3 separate regions of the Mus musculus genome follow, and all the other regions are linked to region 2. The links are chromatin contacts, called in public Hi-C maps. All regions are on one chromosome and are shown on one strand. The core of a region is the stretch at or near the end of the contact, and the rest is flanking DNA. Distances in the headings are between cores, read along the strand shown.

The links. Hi-C and Micro-C count contacts between places; a contact is called where the count stands out from the background.
Region 1: a Hi-C map of muscle stem cells shows a contact between it and region 2, with 2.4 times the contacts expected there. The contact joins two enhancer-like sites. A contact is called at or near these places in 3 of 484 Hi-C or Micro-C datasets (embryonic stem cells, muscle stem cells and nephron progenitors) and 1 of 115 datasets of contacts at active chromatin or transcription factors (fibro-adipogenic progenitors).
Region 3: a contact with region 2 is called in a Hi-C map of muscle stem cells, with 2.2 times the contacts expected there. The contact joins the promoter of Sod3 here to the enhancer-like site in region 2. A contact is called at or near these places in 2 of 39 promoter capture datasets (the 3T3-L1 cell line and embryonic stem cells), 6 of 484 Hi-C or Micro-C datasets (Sertoli cells, muscle stem cells, myocytes and 2 more), 2 of 115 datasets of contacts at active chromatin or transcription factors (cardiomyocytes and neural progenitor cells) and 1 of 9 other capture datasets (adipose tissue).

Annotation. Positions count from the first base shown.
Region 1 is chr5:52,308,506-52,311,205 of GRCm38.p6, reverse strand. No RefSeq gene overlaps it. Among named protein-coding and RNA genes, the nearest start is that of Sod3, 54 kb to the left of the region's middle. Within about 2 kb of position 1,330, at least 24 of the 459 cell types and tissues checked have an H3K27ac peak or open chromatin away from gene starts, as enhancers often do. A contact at or near this core is called in muscle stem cells, where this site is marked.
Region 2 is chr5:52,514,763-52,517,462 of GRCm38.p6, reverse strand. No RefSeq gene overlaps it. Among named protein-coding and RNA genes, the nearest start is that of Ccdc149, 45 kb to the right of the region's middle. Within about 2 kb of position 1,297, at least 36 of the 459 cell types and tissues checked have an H3K27ac peak or open chromatin away from gene starts, as enhancers often do. A contact at or near this core is called in muscle stem cells, where this site is marked.
Region 3 is chr5:52,362,411-52,365,110 of GRCm38.p6, reverse strand. It overlaps Sod3 (superoxide dismutase 3, extracellular), which reads right to left and starts at 1,307. Exons shown (of 2, transcript NM_011435.3): 1 at 1,059-1,307.

The DNA of each region.
Region 1 (2,700 bases), core at 81-2,580, 210 kb after region 2:
TCAAAAAGAAAACAAACAAACAACCCTAATTAAAAATTTTATTGACAAAAACAAATAGTAGACCAAAAACTAGACCATAGGCCATAGTTTTACCATTTCTTAACATCTGCCATGTCCTTGTTAAAAATGGGAATTCTAGTGTATGCCTCAATGTCAAACAGAAAAGTGTTCCATGAAGTTGCCTTGAAAAACAAAAGCCCTAGAGGTGTGCCAGGTGTGCCATGAGGAGTAGCCGCTCCCATTGCCACAGCGCATCCATTAAGCACCCATGGTATACTAAGCACATTGTCATCCCCATCTGATTAGCTAATTTTCTCACGTCCACAACACAACACCAGACAGAAGCAGCCTGAAGGACAAGTTTGTGTTAACTCACTTGGCGCATTCAGTCCTTCATGGCCGAGGAGTCATAGACATCAGGAGCTCTAGGCAGCTGCTCACACTGCAGCGGAGTTAGGAAGCATAGCCTGCTGGAGATCACTCTTTCCCGGCCCATGGCGTAGTGCTGCCCACAGTGAGAGCGGATCTTCCTACCTCAGTTAATGTTACCTTAAAAGTCCCTCACAGTACTTTGTCTTCTAGGTGATACTAGATCCTGTAAACTGACAACCAATACTACCCACCACACCATCCTCTTGATCCTCACAAAGACCTTGCAAAACAACAACCTGTTATTTCTGGGCCTGGAGACACGACCAGTGACTATGACTGCTCGGGTTTTCTGGCCAAGAGCAAGAGCTTCCAGCTGCCATGTTCACAACCGTCTGTAACTCAAGCTCTAGATCTAACGCCCTCTTCTGGCCTCCAGAGACATGCACACACAAATCTCCCCCCTCCTCTCTCTCTCTCTATCTCTCTCTCTATCTCTATCTCTCTCTCTCACACACACACACACTTTGAAAATCAAATAAACATTAAACTAAAAAGAAACGAAAATTGACGTACTTACTAACTAACGTACAAGGAAACTGCTGTGGTCCTGAGGTTACACATACAGGCAGAGGCTGACTAATGTCTACCATTCCTGGATCTAAATGAACAGCCTCACAGAAGTGACACAAGAGCGGGCAGGGTAGAAATAAAAGAAACAATGGAACATTTGGGTACAAACAAATTGGCCCCAGGGTGTTCAGACAATAAGCAGGACCAAAATAATCCTTTCTTTACTATGTTAGCTTTGGTAGCTGGTGACTCTCGGCTGGAAGAGATGGGCTTTTCCTGGGTGAATGCCCAAATCTAAATCCTAAACAAGACAAGCTCTCAACAACAGGCTCTGCCAGAGATGGAGGGGGGACCTTCTCTGCAAGAGATTGCCTGAGTCATGCGGCAACCTTCCAGAACTTTCTGGGCCTGCCTAAAACCAGGCCGCAGGCCCATAGAGTGACTGGAGCAGCCAGCAATACTTCATCGCAGAATTTTCAGCCTCTAGGAGGCCAGATTTAGCAATCTGTCATCCACAGCTGGCCTCACAGTGACACTGGGCTCAGAGAGGCAGGCAACATGGCAGGCAGCAAAGCATCTGCCCATGTCGCTGTGTGGACAGAGATTAGAGAGGGTTCGGGGGGATAATGACTGGCAGTGGCTTTCCTGTAACATTCACGCCAGGAGGAAAGGATTAAGGTAATTGCAGAAAACCCTGGCACTCCATCAGAGTGGTAGTGAGCAATTGCTTTGTCTTGCATGTCACTGGTTTTGGACAGCCCAGTAGAGGTGACCTACCCACGACTTTACTCTATCCATCCGCAGCAACTCTGCCACCCTGCAAAGGGGAGGGAAGCTGAAAAATAGCAGCATGCAAAGAAGGTGCTCCGACAGTACCTTTCATTTCCAAGGCTTACCTGGAGTCTCCGTGCAGGACAAACCATGGTGCTTCTCCCTGCAAGAGAAAGACAGACAGCTGATTCTTTTCAAGGTTTCACATAGTTGTGCATGTGTAGCGTGACAGGTGGGACAAGTGACACCTAGCTCAAGCACTGCCCTGGGACAGGTGGCAGGCACGTGCTCACAAGCTCACCTGTCTTCTTTCATCTCTCAGGAGCATCAGTGTGCCAAGGACACAAGGCATGCAAAGAGAAAGCACTGGCTCTGGGTCATTTGTTACCATCTCTCCTGTATCAGCAACACCCCGTGCCCCAAACACCTCCCAAACTAAAACCAAATGGAAAGAGACAGACCTTTGTCTTCACCCATACATGAAAGCTGCACCTTCTTATCTAATTTTTTAGATCCCTGGTGATAGATATTGGAATCACTGTGGACAGACTTAGAAAAGAAGTTAAAAAAAAAATCAGAATGGTTATCTTCATCCTACATCAAAGCATTCTATTACATATGCCCAAATAGTACTCGATCTGTGGACTTGTTTCTATCCAGAGACTATATCATATCTGAAAACTGTGACCAGCTATGGAATCTTTGCCACAATGAGCTCTCTGGCTGCTCACAAGATGGATGGCCACAGGAGATCTAGAAATGTTTGGTCTAGCTTAGGACTGGAAACCTGGCCACATTCCCTGTCCCTTACTAAAAGCTTTCCCATGTTGGTAATTAGCACACCACAATTTCCTCATTTGTATGACAAGGAACAAAGCTCTCCATACAGCGTAGTGTGTATGTAGTGAGTCTCATTACACGAGACACAGTCAAGGGTAGTGTCTATCAGGCAGTTGGCACATCACTCGGACACCAGCACCAACTCTA
Region 2 (2,700 bases), core at 48-2,547:
AGCTACATGGCAAGTTTGAGGCTAGCCCTGACCAGCGATCCAGACTCAGGAAAGAAAAAGGAGCGTAACAAATACAGTACCTCTGCCCATATCCAGCAGCACCACTTACACTGCAATACATCCTAGTGGGATCAGTGGTCCCCTTTACTATACTCAGACACGTGGTGACCCTAGGCATCTGTGACCCCAGACACTGCACCAGGCACTACATCTACACTTGGGAAACTTGTTCTCAGTTGGATATTTGAATCCCTTTTCCCTCCATGGGAATGTACATTTCTAAGTATATATATATTTTTTACCGATATATTAATTGCATATTTTCATGAGGGTACAGTGTGACATTTCAGTCGTCAGGGTGATCAGCAGTATGTATCCTTCATCCCAGACAGCTACCATCTTCTTACCATTCCCACCCTCCCTGCCATCAGGGAAAGGGAGGGAGTTGAGGCTGTCATGTGACTGCAGTAGAGATATTGAACGTACAGACAGATCCCTGGAGGCAATCATACAGCACCCAGGACGAGGAAGGTCCCCGAAGATGAAGAAGTGCCCCATTCCAGGACTATTACTGCTATTGTTGGGAGCTTTGCTTTGGTGCTGGAGAAGAGCTCAAAATGGTGCCCGATTTACAGGAAAAGCCTAAAGATGGCAGTGGTCACTGTTACAGTCAGCTATACAGCTGTGTCCTAAAACCACGCCCACATGCATGCATGAACAAATTCATTACAATAAGGTACACAGGTGGGTTCTATGGCTAGTGTGTATTGTGGGTATATACCTATTCGAAGGTGGATGTTTGAGTCTGTAGGGGACTATACCTGCTTTTAGGATATCTGTATACTTATTTCACAGGTCCTCAAATGTACTTTGTAAGTAAGAAATTAAATATTACAACTCCTTTCTACAATTGAGTAAACCAAGCCAGAGAAATCGAACTGCCTGCTCCTGTTCCCACAGCCAGCCTGGCCTCAGAGACTCCTGTCACCCCCCATGGACAGAGATCGTGCATAAACAGCAATTCTGGGGCAACAGGTGTCTATCCTGGGAGTCTGCTCTTAATCTCATCGCCAACACCTGCCACGCCCATCCGGCGGGAAGAACCAGTCTCGGCATCTCAGGGCTCCTCCTGTCCTGGAAACCGGCTGCAGCCAGCCACAAAGAGAAACGTGGAGCGGCAATTGCCGCCTCAACAATGACAAGTGATGAGGCACAATAGGAGGATCGGGCCTGTAATCAGCTTCAAGCTATACTTAGCTATTTACGAGTCCTGCAGCTCGCTCCAGAGCGTGTGAGAGAAGCGCACACCCTCGGCCCAGCGCTTGCTCATCACCGCTGCGCACCATGCGGAAAAGGACCCCTTTGTGACAGCGCCACAAATTACAGCCCAGGCAATCTGAGTTTCAGTTGGTGGATTCTTCTCTCTCCTAAAAGAAAAATCTGTGTTAAGCTTAATTACAGTCTGTCATTACCCGCAATCTTATAATGATCCAAAGTCCCAGGCAAAATGATAATAATAAAAAAGGAAAAGTGAGCGAGGATCAATTCAAATACGAATAGAAAAGATCTAGACAAACGCTGGGGAAGGGAGGTGATGGGGCATTATTCAGAAACAATCGGGAATGAAGACCAGCATCTCCGGAGGTAAACACTTGTTCCGGCTCCATTGTCTGTGTACCAGGCGCAGGGCTCAGCGCTAACTTTCCTCATTCTTGGCATCTTGAATCCCGTCGCTCTGACATTCGCCTTATAAAATGTAGGGAGCAGCTCCTGGGATATGGGAATGCCCATCATCAAAAGACCTAGTTGTAATAGGACAACATCTCTCGCATCCTAAGAAGGATGCCTGAACAGACTGAAAGTGTTCGCTGATTGCGTTCATCTTATGGCAAGAAAAAGGTGGGCAAGGCATAGGGGGAGGTTGACCGACGACACCTTTTAAACCAAGTTTTCTTTTGTCAGTTTTTACTGACCCACGGTGGCTTCCTTCTCAGTTCTAGAAGTCCACTGAGTGCGCCCTCTTGTGGCCGCATAGGAAGTGAAAATGATCTCGTCCCTCCACCCCTCTGCTGAGTAAGTGGGGGCCTAAGCTGATGGAGTTTGAGACTGGGTGCCAAAGAATGGGCAATCAAAAGGTCTCAGAAAGACAAGCCAATCTTCCTGGAACCGGGGTGTGTTCTGGACTCCACAGAACTTTTTGAGACCATGTAGATGTCAAAAGAAATCTTTTCCTGTACTGTTTATCAAATATCTGGAAACAATTATCCCATAGTGCATATATATATATATATATATATATTTGGTTTTTCGAGATAGGGTTTCTCTGTGTAGCCATGGCTGTCCTGGAGCTCACTCTGTAGACCAGGTTGACCTTGAACTCAGAAATTCACCTGCCTCTGCCTCCCAAGTGCTGGGATTAAAGGCGTGTGCCACCATGCCTGGCTATAAAATAATTCTTGATTATTTCCTACATACTGCTTATGAGAATTTCTTACCTGTCAAGAAAAAGTGTAGGGACCTGTTACAGTGAGACTATGAGTAGGAATTCCATCTTGGGGACTAAACATCAACGCACTGGAGTCATGTCTTACTTTTCCATGACCAAGGCATCCTATAGAAGAAAGACTTCTAGGGGTTTTACAGTTCCAGAGGGTTAGAATTCACAATCCTCGTGGTAGGGAGCATGATGGCAGGCAGGCA
Region 3 (2,700 bases), core at 58-2,557, 150 kb after region 2:
CCCCAGTCCCGAGGTTTGGATCCCGGCAAGCACCCTATGAAGTGGGTGCTTACCTGGATACAAGTGGGCAGAGAGCAGGGACACAGAAGTGAGGGTCTCTCCCATGGTGGTTACATAGTCACCGAAGAGCTAAGGGCAGGATTTCGAAGTGAGTGGTTGATGGAGCTGTGAGAATCACCAGCTTGGGGATTCTGTGAAGGCCGAGGAAGGAGGGGATACCCAGAGATGGCTTGAGAAGAACAAAGATGTTAGGTCTCAGGGGACATTGAGAACGTAAAACCTACAGACCCCTCCCCTTTGATGTGGCCTAGTGTGACCCTGCCGTTAGAGCATAGCGGGAGAGGGTGAAGTACAGGAGGAGCCTCATGCATCTTGCCCCCAGCTCTCTCACTGGACAGGGACTCTGACCCTCTCCTGAGGCAGCTGTCACTTAGGAATGTTCTGTGCTCAGGCTTCACTTCAGGAATTCTTCCTGCAGAGCCTAGAGCAAAATCCAACTGGAGTGTGTTTGTGGGCTTCTCTAAAAATGAACACTTGAAAAAAATATATATATATATATATATTCTCTTAAGAAATGAAGCGAAACAAAAAAGAGCATCTTTCTGCACCTCCAGGTAAACCTAGACTCCTTGTTCGAGTGTCTCCCTTCCCCCAGGCATTTTCTTCCTCAGTGGCTCCTTATAAGAAGCCTTTGCTGTAAGCCATGGCTGACAGAACCCAGGTGACCCCTCAGAGTCCCTGCTCATCCTCCCTAACTCCACCCCAAGCCCCTCAGCGTCCACAGACAGCCTTCCATACATGACATTTATAGCACGAAAGACCTCCTGGCCCAGCCACTGCAGGCCCAGAGCAGAAAGCTTTGTCCCACCACCCTCCTTCCCATCTTCCCATGACTCTACTCCCCACTCTAGAAAAGCCAGGCCTGTCATTAATGGGGTTTCTCTCCCCCAAACATGATTTTGAACCTTTTCTAACCAGTGCCGGCTGCCCAACCCAGTTTCCAGAACTTAAGAAGCACACTCCTAAAAGAATGAAATGAACTTCAGTTTGGCACGCACCTGTCAGGCTCTCCCAAGAGCTCTTTCCCTCTGGTGAAGTTCAGGCCAGCACCCAGCTAGAGGCCGGAGGAAGAGCCTCTGAGTTGCCTCCCCAGAGCTGTCCAGCTGGCTGTTATGTGAGCGAGCAGCAGGGAGGCCAGCCCGGGGGAGTGGTCAGCAAATGGGAGGAAGGTCATTGGGCTGGCCAAGAGAAGCAAAGCCAGCTTGGCTGTCCCTTGTGGTAAAATTGCTGCCTCCTCCTCTTCCTCCCCCTCCTTCTTTTCCCTTCTCTTCCTACTCCGTCTCCTTCTCCCCTTCTTATTCCTTTCTCCTCCTCTTTTTCTTCCTCCTCCTCTTCCTCCCCTTCTCCTCTTCCTCCTTTTCCCCCTCCTCCCCCACTTCATCTTCTCCTTGTCCCCACCTCCCAGTCCCTTTCCCACTGCTGGTTCTGCTTGCCAAGTATGTCTTTCGTGACTTCCCTGGCTCGTGCAGACGCAGTCAGTGACCTTCAGAACGCAGCAGGGGAGCAGAAATGAGAAAGAAAATAGTCTTGTTTGAAGAGGCACAATGGTCTCTTTCTCGAAGGGCCTTTTCTTTTCCCCTGACTCCCTCAGCTACTGACTTCTTTTGCTAGATGTTGGTATGTGTTTAAGACAGACATGGGCACTTGGCAGCTGAGTGAGACACTCTCTCCAGAGCTGTGCTACCACACAAGGTGTGGGGCAGGCATGGTGGTGTGCCTTCAGTCTTGCCTTTTCCTACCCGTGTGCTCCTGGAAGCCCTCCCTTTACCTCCCTCTCAGCATCTGTAATATAATAGCTCTCATCCCCCATGAGAATCAAAGGAGTAAAGCCAGTGTCTGGTTTTCATAAGGACATTAGTGAGTCAACAATGACCGTGACAATAACATTATGATTGTTGCCACTGTTGTATTAAAATGACAAAGGAGGGTTGTTTGTTTTTGAAACAAAGTTGCATTTAACCCAAGCTAGCTTCAATTCCATCTGTAACTGGGGATTACCTTGAACTTTTAATCCCCCTGTCATCAGCTCCCAAATGCTGGGATTGCAGGCGTGCACTATCACGTTGGTGTGTCGCTGGGGTCAAACACAGGCCTTCATGCGTGTTAGGAAAGCACTCTGCCAACTGAGGCCTGCCCAGGAAGATTGTTACATAGACTACACAGATTGGAGGAGCCAGGAACCTCCAATCCCAGGCTCCTTATTTCTTTTGTTGTTGGGAGCTCCTGTCCATCACAGAAACTCTCTAGAAATAAAAGGCTCTCTTTCCCAGAGAAGCATCCCCAGCTTGCTGCCGCTTGTCTGTCCCCTGAATTCCTTTGACAAATGGTTATTGGGTACCTGCCCCCTACCACACCACACACCAGAGTCTCCAAGCTGCACAAGTTTCTGCCCCATGTGGTTCACACACTTAGGAAGATAACCGAGCATCAGTGGTACAGCTAGAGACAGAATGGCCCCTGACACCTCCAGTCGCCAGGCCTGGCAGGTGGGAAGTTTGTTCGGTAACCTGTTCTCTGCGTGCCTCCTGGAGCTCAGTGAACCTCCTTCAGGTGGCGTCCCCTAGAAGCCAGTTCAGCCCTGAACTTTTTATCTGCTGTTGGCAGTAGCTGTCCTCAACAAATGAGCTTATAGAGTGTCAG